Regions from separate parts of the Mus musculus genome. Here regions 2 and 3 are each linked to region 1. A link is a contact called in public Hi-C and HiChIP or PLAC-seq data. All regions are on one chromosome and are shown on one strand. Each heading gives the region's core, a stretch centred on a gene start, on an enhancer-like site or on the middle of the called end of the contact. The rest is flanking DNA. Distances are from core to core; before and after follow the strand shown.

Region 1 (4,320 bases), core at 459-2,958:
TATCCCACCAACAAGCTTTCTTTTTTGATTACATGCATGTGAATTCAAAATCATCAAAGCAAATTTAAAATGTTTTCAAAACAAAACAAAAATGAGAAATACTGATGTGATGAATATATAAATTAGTTATTTGGTACCCCAGCTAATATTAATAAATCATAATATCACTAGGAACCCAACAAATATATATGCCTGGATATAATCCATTTTTTTTTTTTATTAAATGAAACAAGAAGGGGGAAGGCAACCTGAAGAGATAAAGGTAACACGTATTTCAAGAAGGATTTTACCAGGTAAATTCTTGCTGCAATTTGATATACGTCATCAGCTTCCCCTTTACACATTTTATCAGACACACTCAGGCACTTGCTTTATTCTTTTAAAAATGTGATAAGAGGTGCTATTCCATTTTCACTAACTTCTTTTTGTTTGTTTATGAGAGTGTAATTGAATTACTACAATTCTCCCTTTCATTGCCTCCCTCCAAATCCTCCCATACTCTAAACCCCTCCCTACTCATCTTAAAATCTATGGCCTCTTTTTCAATTGTTCATGTGATAATATATATCACATGAATATATATATATATATTCATATATATATATATTCATTCTAAATATAAACTTGCTAAGTCCATGAAATATTACTTGTATGTGAGTGAACTGTTTGCCCAAGGACTACCAATTGGTTTGTTATTCTGTGGAAGACAATCTCCCCCACTCCCAGTTCTCCTCAGTTGTCTATAGTTTTTGAGTAGGGTTGAGTTCTCCTAGGCTTCCCTCCTGGACTTTAAACTATATCATTGAAGACCTAGGTTACTGTCATTTCTCCTTAGGACATATTATTTTGTATTGGGATATTAGAAAGCTATCTTCCATATTGTCTACAGGTACTGCAATCACCTCCTTTGGAGGTGTCCCAGCCTCTTCCCATAAAACGACAGCGAGTGAAATGACAGCTTTAAAGGTGACTCTGTGAACAAAGTGACAATATTCCTAAAATCCTAGCTTAATTCCTTTCTACTTTCTTATACAAACTCAAACTAACTTGCTGACTTCATCTGCAAAAGCCATGCCTTCTTGGAGGTGACTGTAAGTAGAATGAGTTTTCCAAACCCCAAGCAAAGGAGATGTGTATGGAGAACACATACACAACAACACACACAATACACTCACCACGACACACACACACACACACACACACACACACACACACAAAATGCAGGAAAGCATCCTTTTGGGTAAATCACTGAATAGAAATGAACTGCAGCCTTTAAGTAGTTTTCTTAATTTATACTTCTCAATGTTAATTCCTAATTCTGCCTAGTGCCCTTTAAAGAACATACTAGAGGTCTCTGAGTGTGTCTTGCTAACCACCACCACCCCTCTGGTCTCCTCTTCCTCCCTTGCCCACCCCCTCACACACACCTCCCTTTTCTATCCTGTAAACTTCTCTGACTTTCACTACCCTTACCTCCTACCTCCTCCAATTCTTCCCTTCTAGACCCCAGCCTCATCACCTCGGGGCTGCCTTGTCCCCCTCCTCGCTCCTCTCCTTCTCTGAGTACCTTTACCGCATCCATCCGCATCAAGGGCTTTGCAGATTCCCCTGGTTGTTTGCTGGTGAGAAATCTTTGCTGCAGTTGCAGCAAGGAAGTCTCCCCTCGCGTGCGCGCGCTCGCTCGCTCGCGCGGGCGCGCAACCCAATAGCAGAAGCGGACTAGGCTGGGCAAGGCTGAGAGGAAAGGGCTGGGAGCCGGGAGGCAGCTTGTCCTCCCGCGAGCCTGCAAGGATGCTGCAGGGGACTGAGACCATGGGGAGGTGCTAACTTCCTCTCCAACCCCCCAGCCCGGGATCCGGGCTGGCATACCCGGCCCCCCGGGGTAGTTTCCTGCCAAGCTCAACCAAGAATCCAAAGGCGACTTGGAGGGCATAAAAAGAAAAACACTGGTTCTGAAGAGGGGCCCCCACCTCCAGAGCCGGTTCCTCGGCAAACGCGCGGAAGGTAGGAGGAAGGGGATCAGATACTGGAGACTGTACGCCAAAACCCCAGCCTGAAGACTCGCTCCAGAGCCTCCCTGAAGACCTGGGCGATCTGGTGAGTACAGGCTGGGGGAAAGGGAATGGGAGGCGAGGAGCAAGGGGCAAGGGGTGAGGGGCCGTGGTGGGAGTGCGCGCTCCGGTACCGAGGCACTGGAGGCGCTCAGGGATGCTGTAGCCCGGGCGGGGGTCGGCTGTGAGCTGCAGAGCGCGTGTGGCGCCCGCAACCGTGTGGATGTGAGCAAGGGAGCGCAAGGGAGCCACAGACAGAGCGCATGTCTCATCTCTGTGAGCAGAGCAGCAGCTAGACTGGCCACCACCATCTTCTGCATGAACATTATCAGCAGGACAGAAAACCTCCCCCAGGGCTATGGAGACTGCGGGAAACATCTGGCAGCTGGGGATGGATTGTTGAGGGAAAGCTGTCATAACCTAAAAGCACCCAAACCTTTTCTTCTCTCTCTCTCTCTCTCTCTCTCTCTCTCTCTCTCTCTCTCTCTCTCTCTCTCTCTCTCTCTCTCTCTCTCTTTGAATTTTAGCGCCATCATCTTCAATGCCTCTCTGAAAATCATTTAGCAAGAGTGAGAGAAAGAGAGGAGAGCGCGCACCAGGGAGAGGAGCAAAGAAGATGAGGATTATTTGCAGGCAGATTGTCTTGTTGTTTTCTGGATTTTGGGGACTCGCCATGGGAGCCTTTCCGAGCAGCGTTCAAATAGGTAAGAAGAACTGGGGAAGAGGTGCATGTAGCTGATGTGAGGTAAATGAGTTGCAGATAAGGAATTCTATGGAGGAGCTTTCCCTTTTCAAACAGACCTTCTGGGTGCAAGTTCAGGCTAGCACACCCAACCCTGATTCAAGTTCCTTCTTGCTCTACAGTAGGTTAAAGTAGGAATGAAAGAAGTTGAGGAAGGAGAAAACAATAAACAAACAAACAATCAAACCTTCATGGACTTTGATTGCATTTTATACTCGTTTTCTTTTAATCTCGTTTTCGTAGAACAAGAGGAAATGCCGAGTTTTATTTTGTGTTCGTTTTTGTTTGTTTGTTTGTTTTTTTTAACCCACTTTTTGCTATTCTGCAAGCTGCAGCATTCTCGCTGTTACAGAAGGAGATGGGGGGAAAGGCATTTTTTGCCCTCACTTCTTTCCTTGTTGCCTTGCCAGTTGGCAGATTCAAATGTTAGACCCTTTTCGAGGAACCTTCGTTGGTTTTATTTTGCTTTTGACTTAAGCTTCTGTTCTGTATCTCCCCACCCTCGTTTCTCGCGACCCTCCCTTCCTCCACCATGATTGCCATTCTCCTCTCCTGTCTGTTGATGGGACTCGGCTATTGAATTTCTTCCAGCCCAGCCCAGCCCAACCTCAAACACTGCATCATTTGTGTGTGTGTGTGTGTGTGTGTGTGTGTGTGTGTGTGTGTGTGTGTGTGTGTGTGTACTGTGCACAAAACCGAACTAATTGGACCGGGTACACAAAATCGGGGGCCAAGCTAAGTTCTCTTCCCTTCTAAACCTTCTAAACCTGCTCTCGTGTGCGCCTTCATGTACCTTCGTTCAGGTCCTGTATTGTAATGGAAATCTCTTCTCTATCCATCTGCATATTCCCTGCTAGAGAAAGATGTCCTGAACTGGACTGGCTGATACAATGATGTGATGGGAGAATCCTAAAGAGGGCAAGGGAAAGAAAGCAAGATACACAAAATTGTCTCAGAGGTCATTGTGATCACGACAGATTGAAGCAAGAAAAAGCTGAAATGCCTTAAAGACTAAAACATTAAGCATGCATTGCAGGGACAAAAGGCAGCCCCTATGATATGGCAAAGAGCTCCTTAATTGTGTGTGCTTGCGGTTGGAGATATGTTTGACAGTCATGGAACTAGGTGTAACATTTAAAACAGGAATCATTGAGTGAGTATTTCCTGCTGTCTTTCATAGGTGGTCTCTTTATCCGAAACACAGACCAGGAATACACTGCTTTTCGGCTAGCTATCTTTCTTCATAACACCAGCCCCAATGCATCTGAAGCCCCTTTCAATTTGGTACCTCATGTGGACAACATTGAGACTGCCAACAGTTTTGCTGTGACAAATGCATGTAAGTATAATATAAGTTGCGGCTAAATTAGAACTAAAATGAGCTAGTGGGATTTCTTTGTTAAGAATTTTCTGGAAAAAATCCAGATTCTAACAGTGATGTTAGAATAAAAAAATCATAGTTTAAAAGGTTTAGTCTCCTTCCTTTCTTTGCTTCCTTCCACCCTTCCTTGCCTCCTCCCTTTCTCC
Region 2 (4,387 bases), core at 1,686-4,185, 490 kb after region 1:
TTCATGGAAGTGACTTCAAAACAGACTATATTGAAATTATAAAAATTAGTTTAAAATTTTAATAGCTCAAGAATTAGGCTTAGCAATAAATCCTTGTTATAAAGTAATGATTTTATTAAGTAATTTATAAGATAAATTAAAATAAGGATGGGCTGTGTTCTACTTCATCTGGACTTTATTTCATTAGAGCATCCAGTCACTAATATCTAGATATGGAGTTTACTATAGAAGTTATGTAAAAGCACTGTATTAATCAGCATTCTCTAGCACCGTAGAACTTATAAAATAATTCTCCCGCCTCTCTCTCTCTGCATGCACACACACACACACAAACACACACACACACACACACACACACACACACACACACACACACACCGGATTATATATTATAACCTGGATTTTTGGAAGGACTTACAGGCTAAACCAAAAATAGCTATCTGTAATCTAGTAGTTGCTCAGTTTCAGCTGGTCTTCTGTCTATGCAGGAATCCTGAAGAAGTAGGCTTCAGTGCCAATTAAGGAACAGATATGATCTAGTGGAACGAGAGCTGTTTTGGAGAATATGACAGACATACATACACCTACACTTTCTATATTTTCTTTCTTTTTGTGTTTATTATCTAGTGCTGCTACTTCTGCATATTTTGTATGCTCTTTAAATCCTCTAGCTACTTATACAAATCAAAAACTATTATTATCTCTATTTTATAGATGGGGAAATAAGTACTTTGCACAAGGTCACATACAATGAGTAAGTGGGAAGCTGGTATGTAAACTCAAATACTCTGACTCTGGAGGGCTTGCCCTCATCCATTACAATACTAATCTTTTTGAGGATGTATTGTTGACACCTAAATGATGAGAAGGTAAATCAACAGAGAAATTATATAAAGCCCTCAAATGAAAAAGGAGTCTTTTGGTTTTAAAAAGTTAGAGGTAGCCATTACTGTCCACAGAAGACAGAGATGCAGAAAACAAGTAAAGGACCTATGATTCTAAAGTCAAGAACCATTAACTTCTAATGTGGCAGTAATTTGATGTTCCAGTTTTAGAATATATTTGTAGCTCATAAGTGACATAAGTTGAAAGAAGGTTATTTGTTGGAACATTTAGAGTAATTATTGTGGAAGGTACTATTTTAAACCCAGGACAGTGCATAACTAGACATGAGGGTTTTGGTTTTTTTTGTTTTTAATTTACTTATTTTATGTAAATGAATGCTCTATCTGTATGTACACCTGCATGCCAGAAGAGGGCATCATCAGATCCCAGGGTAGATGGTTGTAAGCCGTCATGTGGTTGCTTGGAATTGAACTCAAGCCCTCTGGAAGAGCAGACAGTTCTCTTAACAGCTGAGCTATCTCTACACCCCACTAGACACGAGTTTTAATACGAAGTTGCATCTCCAGCTCAGTGACATGGCAAAAAGCAAATATGGTCCATCCCTCTGGAGTGATTGCTAGAATGGCCATCATCTTCTGTCTGTCTGTCACTGGCATACACATTAGAAATTTCTCCTTCTCTGTTAGACACTTAGCATAACATGCAATTCCAGTACTCTTATCTTTAAATACATATCAAACAACAACAACAAAAAAATCCCCATCTCTTGACTTCCTATTCTCCCCTAGGCACCACTGTAATTTTCTACTCCTTATCCAGGATAACAAGCTTGACAATACTCTTTTGGTACCATTACGTCCAGTCATCATGAACCTAGTCATGTTCCTCTTTTGTCCTACTTGAACTGCTCTGGCCCACGTCACCACACTATCATCAAAAACACGGGGAAAGACACTATAACAGGATTCTTAGCTACATAGGATGAAAAACAGAACTTGAATTATTATAATTACTGATAAGGGTATTAGTGCTTGCTGTCTTTATTCATCCCCACATTGCTTACTGTAGCTTTTTCTGTGTGCTTCAGATACCTTGTCACATTATGAGGTCTTTGCAATATTCACATCTTAAATAGCACCTCACTCACTCTTTTAACAGATAAGGGGTTATATCAAGATAGCAATGTCTGTGTGTGAGTGACTCAAACTGCCATGTAGCTGCAGAAGACTCGAGGGGTGTGTAATATCACAAAAAATGTTAATGGGAATAAGTACAGATCAGACTATACCCATCTCTAGGAATACAGAACTAATGGACAGTGGTTGTGTAGATTAGATTATTGCTAGCTTTCCCAGATACTTTCTGGCCACCTTAGAAAGGTTGAATCAGCATGACACCTATCTACCATCATCCACGAAATCCACATTCATCTGCAGAGACCAACTTTTCCATGGACCCTAACTCGTCCTCGACTTTGTTCAAATGGATGTTCACAGAAGAGCACCGACATCCATCTACACAAGCAACCAAGGAAACAGAAATGCACTGGTGTGACGGCAGGAAGAACAGCATGAGGCATCAAGGTGCGCAGAACCCTTGAGGGGCACAGCAAAGCTTAGAGGGCTTGCACCACCGATTCTGTTCTCGGTTGGCCCGGGGTAGACAGGGAGGTCTGCGGAGGGCCCATTGGCAAACGAAGGGAAGGGTCACCTCCCTGCCGGCTGCCATATAGAACTCCCTGTGCAGAAGGCTCCTCGCTGCGGACCTTTCCTTTCCGGAGCGCTCACGAGATGCACCACAACCGAGAGTAGTAGGAGCCTTGCCTCCAACAGCCAGATTCAAGCCGGTCCAAGCCGGTCCAAGCCCACTCCTCCCTCAAACCGCACAGCTCACCCACCTGCAACTGCAGTCGGTGAAGTCTCCACCCAGGCCCAGCCTGTAAACTCCGGCTGCGATTGGCTTGTGCGACTGTCTCGTTAGCTCTTTCTCCAGAGTGAGCAGCTAAAACGGTTCTGAGAAACTCTGGTCCCGCCCTTTCCGAGGAGAGCGAGCTAAGCTCACAAGACGTCACGCCGTGCCGCAGAGCTCTGGGTTGACTCTGAATCTCCGCCCCAAACCGCCCTGCCGGCTTCCGTAGGAGACGTACAGGTTGGGGGCGAAGCTGCGTCAGGCCACGCCCCCACGCTCAACCCTGAACTAAAGGTGGGGGTGGGGGGGTCTGTGAAACTTCTAAGCCGGGCGTCCAGCTACTTCGCACAGACGCCTGAAAAGGGGTGGAGCCTGGTAACGTCTGTTGCGAGGTGCTGCCCCTTTGCGCAGACTCCGGAGCGACGGGGCGTGGCTACGTCAGCGTCTGCTCTACCTGGCTTGAGGATCAGCGGACCGAGCCGGTCGTATGGTGTTCCCCGCTAAGAGGCTGTGCGTGGTGCCATCCATGGAGGGCGTTCGTTGGGCATTCTCCTGCGGTACCTGGCTGCCAAGTCGAGCCGAATGGCTTCTGGCGATGCGGTCTATCCAGCCGGAGGAGAAGGAGCGCATCGGCAAGTTCGTGTTTGCCCGCGACGCCAAGGCAGCCTTGGTACTTGAGGCCTGCGACTTTTGGGAGGCGGGCCGGGCTGCGGACTCCCACGTGCGCTCGTGGCGTTGCGGTCTCGGAGCCTCCGGAGTGCGTGCGACCGTCTTCAGCCTTCGTATCCCGGAGGCCTGGGTCACTCACATCTAGTCTTCCCTTGTGAGGTTGCCTGTGGAGACCCTTACCCTAAAATTGGAGGCGGGGCCTATGGAGTAATCGTCTGTTTACTAATGAATGTGTTTATACTTTGAAACTTAGAAGCCATAAATATACTTTCTAAGCAGTGTACTTATGCGATTAGTAGATAGCAATACACACCGTGTGTTTTATGTCTGAACAGGCTGGTCGTTTGATGATAAGGAAATTAGTTGCAGAGAAATTGAATATCCCTTGGGATCATATCCGTCTGCAGAGAACTTCAAAGGGAAAGCCGGTTCTTGCGAAAGACTCGTTGAATCCATATCCCAATTTCAACTTTAACATCTCTCACCAAGGGGACTATGCAGTTCTTGCTGCAGAACCTGAGGTACAGGTTGGCATTGATATCATGAAGACTAGTTTTCCAGGTGATGGTTCACTTTTATGACATATTAAGTGTTTTATGTCTCAGATCTTAACTATTAGGCAGTTGTAAGTTTACTGGCAGTACTTAATTTACTGATAAAACATTTAACCAAAAAGGATGCATTTCCTTTAACTTTTATCTATAGAGACAGTAGATTCTATATTACTGTACCTTTTAACCCCTTTAAATTGTTAGCTACATTTTCTTTAGGTATCATCATTTTTCTAAGTATTTTTGTTTTTTTCTTGTTACAAAATAAGCGAGGCTGAATTACAAAGATGAGCTTCTTTAAGCTCATTGTTCTGAGTTCAAGGAAACCCTTGAGGACTGGGATAATAAGTTTATTAATGAAGGTGGTACCCGCTATGGCCTTGCAGTGCTCTTGTATTGGCAATTAAGCTTCA
Region 3 (4,095 bases), core at 189-2,688, 500 kb before region 1:
AACTTGCTTCAGTCTTGGTATTATATGAAGATAATAATGCAAAAGAGATGAGGATCCAGCGAGTATTATTCCTCTATCAGTATGGGTACCTGAGGATGAAGGATGTCCTCCTTTAGAATCTTCTGTAGCAACAAATGTTTCAGCTGATGGAGCTGAAGAGAGACAAAAGAAATGAATTCACCATAGCAAGGTCATCCTTGGTGAGACTGAGGCCAATGTGTGCTACAGGAGACAAGGCAGAAGGAATAGGAATAGTCATGAGACACACAGCAGAGCCACAGACACAAAAATGGGAGTCTGGAGCTGAAGGTGAGTGGTTGTCTTTAAACTACATAAGAAATATATCAATTAGACATTGGTTATCCAAATATATAGACTCTCAACTTGGTCTAAGATTCAGGCTCTTACCTGATTGAAGCTCCAGAATTCCTGCCAGGTAGCAGTCTTCATTACAAATGTAAGTGATAAAGATTTGGCTTGCCTGGGGCCCTTTTTTAGAGACATGATCACATAGGTCCCGTGCCTTGTCCATAGCAGTAATGTTTGCAAGTTTTATTTTATCCATTTCTTCCTGATTCAGCACTCTCTTCTCTAAAAGTTCATCCAACAATCCATTTATTGTCCCTATACTCACTGAGTTGATAAATTGCTTCCTCTTTGCCCTCAGGATCTTGTCTGTTTAAGACACAAAGAATTCTCAAATCAAGAAAACAGTTGCGTGTTCCTTTCATGTAAAGAAAGCATACTGTCTTTCAGAGTGAATCAGCAAAATGTCCCTTTCACATACAGCGTTTCCCTGCTCTCTCTCTCTCTCTCTCTCTCTTATTTTTTCCTATCTCTGCTCCACATTTGTCCTTCAACATTACACAAAAGCATACAGTATGAGGCACATATCTTTCTGTTAGAACTCAAGAAGCATAAACCATTTTCTTTTGCTGCCACCATCTCTGTCACTCATTCAGTTCCCTCTGTCTAACTAGGGACTCTTACTAGCTAAGATTGCAAAAAACGATGGCAACAATGGCAGGATACAAGTAAAGGTCCTTTCTGACCCTGGCCAGAGATTAAGACGTCAAGAATCTTCTGTGCAGATTTCTAAATAGTCTTCACTTTGCCCAGATTCAGCTCACCTAAATAACTCCAGAAACTAATGATGGCTTTCAGAAAAGCGAGTCCCTTTCCAAATGACTTATTGTCCAAACGAGTTCTTTTAATAATAGAGAAAACTCACCAGCCATGGCGTTTCTTTTCTACACCGCAGAGCTACTGAAACTGAAAGCATATTGTTAGTTCCTTTCCAACAGGGCGTGAATACAGATTGAGAAATAACCACAATTGCTGTGTGCGCATGTTTCTTTCCCTAATTAAAGTTAGGTTTAAATGCTCAAGTCTGAAAAGGATTCAACCGCGGAAATGATTCTTCTTCAACACTTGGAAGAGCTCAGGAAAGGAAGGGAGTGAGTCTTAGTCATCAAGAAAGAAAGGAGCTGTGACAACAAGTCCAGGAAGAGAAGGTAGAGAATCTGTGGGATTCACAGGAGAGGAACAAGTAGGCAGGGAAGGCTGCCACACGTGTTTCTGCTGCAGGGCTGGGCCTGAGACTCTGGGATCAGAGCTGGGAGAACAAAGAGAGAAGAGAAGAACTGTAGTCAATATACTGTTTTCTGGCTTGTAAGTCTGTGGGCTAGCAGGAGTGCCTGTTGTAGTTGGGGGCTGGAATTAGGTAATGAGTAGTGGAAAAAAGCATATGAGGCAGGGCAGTAGAGATAGGCTGAAGTTACTGCTCCTGTTCCGTTGCAGAGTTAGACAGACAGCAGGATTGGACTCGGAGGACCAGAAGCAGAGGTGTGCATCTACTGTCAAACTACTTGCTTCCCTGGCAGGGGATGCCCTTGAATAATTAGCCTGCTGGGCATAAGTATCGTCGATAAGGATACATCAAGATGCTTATGTCCAAAAAAAAAAAAAAAAAAAAAAAAAAAAAAAAAAAAAAGCCAACAACCAGCCAACCAAACAAACAACAAACACCCATAGCTCTACCTTAAAGGTAATAAATAGATTAGTTTTGTTGGGTTTTTTTTTTGTTTTTTGTTTTTTTTGTTTTTTTTTTTTTTGCTGGAGTCTATACCCAAGAACACTGATTTAGGTTACCCCAAATTCCAAGATCCAACTTGAAAAACTTTTCATCAGGTATTTCTAGTTTTGGAGAACAAAGAAAGGTATAAGTCAAGGCAAGTTTAAAATGCATCAACAAGCTTAAAAAGCAGATACATTGATGTGGGGGAAAGGTTTCCTATAATCATAAAATGACAGTATTAGCTTTCTGATTGGTTAAATTGCATGTTCTTCTATGTTAATAGCTTCTAAGAGGTTTTAATTTATGACCACAAGGTGTTACTTCAGATACAGAGTGGACCAAGGAATGGTTGTTTTAGAAGGCTAATACTAATCTAAGATGTAGTAGTTACCGTCTGCACCTACAAAATTCCAAACTTTCTACAGTACAGCAATTCCAATTGTCTGTCCATCTCAGAAGACACAAAACCTTCTTCCAGGAGAATTCTGTTCACATCCAGACATAGCTTCTTTTCTGGAATTTTCCTTCACCATTGTGATTAGATACCTGGCTCTTGGCTTCTTTATTTTGTTTCCTGTAACATACATAATCAAGAAATATAAGCTTAATTTAAATTCTTAACAGAAGAAAGAAATGGTTTTCAACAACTGGCTTTGTTTTTTGTTATGAGTTATATATATCTGCAACAATTGAAGTGAAGCTTCAAGAGAGACACCTAGGCTTCTCATTTACAATAGCAACTCTAATCTAGAAAGGAAGACAGGAAATTAGAAAATACAACTCCACTGAGCAGTTATTAGGGGAAACCCATGGCAATGCAGCTAGGCAATGCAGAGTCAGGTGGTAAATGGAAGGTTGGGACAGTGGGGTATACACTTTAGGAAAGAAAGAATTTACAGCACCTTGAATTATGAGTTGGGGTGTTGTCCTGGATAGTTTTATATCAACTTGGCACAAGCAAAAGAAAAAAAAAAGCCTTTTCACTTTGAGATAGTCTTGTAAATGTTTACTGTGAAATAAGGAAATCAAGTAACCTTGCTTCCCCACAATCTTAGGGTGCAAAGGTCCAAACGAAGCCCTATATAAACCCTGACAGTGCTTAGATTAGATACAGAAGCCTTTTACTCTGTTTTTAGGTGTGCTTAATAAAAATGTTTCCTTTATACAGAAACCACAGACAATAATGAAAATCAATATAAATTAAAAAAATAGAAAGTTAAGATCTGATAAGAAGAATAGGTATTTTGGACAGTAATTGATATGCTACTAGTATGAGGGATATTGGATAAGATGTTGAGTTTTGACACATAGTAGAGGCTCTCCCACAGCTAGTATGAGAGGAGTGAGAACTCAAGATTTCAGTGTCTGTGCAGGTGGCTGTGGAGAAGGGGCATCTGACAAAAATATGAGATACTGGGGTGAGATCAAAGAGAGTATGCTAATGAGAGAAGTCCGATTCTGATGCATACAGTACACTAGAGGCTTACAATGAGAATTCCTTCATTCCACAAGGACACTTGATGTGCAGATACTCTTGTTAATCTGACTGGTTTTGAAATTCCATAGGAGACCTTCTTGTGTCTTTGAAGTTGTTTAAGAAGTAGAGTAGTTGAGAAAGGAAGATAAGCCTTTTGAGGGAGAAGGTGAAGCCATGATGTTCATGGAAACCCAAACGAAATAAAAAGGGTTGTAACAAGTTGAGTTACTGGGATTAAACAATTGCTGCTTTCTGACATTAGATGTAATATGACCTGGGTCTCATGATCCAATGTTCTGGCCTCCCTTCCAAGGTGATTTTCTGCCACCTTAACTGTGAGTGAAAGTAACTTTTGTGTTTCTTCATTTGTTCTTTTAAGGTATTTGTCATAACACTGATAAAAGTAATAAATGTGGCAGGTAAGCTGGCAACAGAGACATACTATTTGGGAGCATGTTTAAAATCTATTAAGTGAAGCTATTTGAAAGGAAAGAATTCATTTCAAAAGAAGGTTCTAGTTGCAAATGGAGCTCTGACATAT

The links. A called contact is a pair of places that touch in the nucleus more often than the background predicts. HiChIP or PLAC-seq counts read pairs in DNA pulled down with a chosen protein or histone mark.
Region 2: a Hi-C map of cortical neurons shows a contact between it and region 1, with 3 times the contacts expected there. The contact joins the promoter of Kbtbd3 here to the promoter of Gria4 in region 1. A contact is called at or near these places in 1 of 39 promoter capture datasets (hippocampal neurons) and 2 of 484 Hi-C or Micro-C datasets (cerebellum and cortical neurons).
Region 3: an H3K27ac HiChIP or PLAC-seq map of SST interneurons shows a contact between it and region 1, with 6 times the contacts expected there. The contact joins the promoter of Casp1 here to the promoter of Gria4 in region 1. A contact is called at or near these places in 5 of 39 promoter capture datasets (the HPC-7 cell line, embryonic stem cells, hippocampal neurons and 2 more) and 1 of 115 datasets of contacts at active chromatin or transcription factors (SST interneurons).

The regions. Positions count from the first base shown.
Region 1 is chr9:4,793,622-4,797,941 of GRCm38.p6, reverse strand. It overlaps Gria4 (glutamate receptor, ionotropic, AMPA4 (alpha 4)), which reads left to right and starts at 1,708. Exons shown (of 17, transcript NM_019691.5): 1 at 1,708-2,097; 2 at 2,579-2,755; 3 at 3,974-4,132. The coding sequence starts at 2,668. It overlaps Gm46100 (predicted gene, 46100), which reads right to left and starts at 1,638. Exons shown (of 2, transcript NR_165471.1): 1 at 1,568-1,638.
Region 2 is chr9:4,308,291-4,312,677 of GRCm38.p6, reverse strand. It overlaps Kbtbd3 (kelch repeat and BTB (POZ) domain containing 3), which reads right to left and starts at 2,935. Exons shown (of 3, transcript NM_001164574.1): 1 at 2,744-2,935. Aasdhppt (aminoadipate-semialdehyde dehydrogenase-phosphopantetheinyl transferase) reads left to right here and starts at 3,184. Exons shown (of 6, transcript NM_026276.3): 1 at 3,184-3,424; 2 at 3,759-3,984. The coding sequence starts at 3,242.
Region 3 is chr9:5,295,860-5,299,954 of GRCm38.p6, reverse strand. It overlaps Casp1 (caspase 1), which reads right to left and starts at 1,438. Exons shown (of 10, transcript NM_009807.2): 1 at 1,232-1,438; 2 at 409-675; 3 at 90-152. The coding sequence starts at 1,238.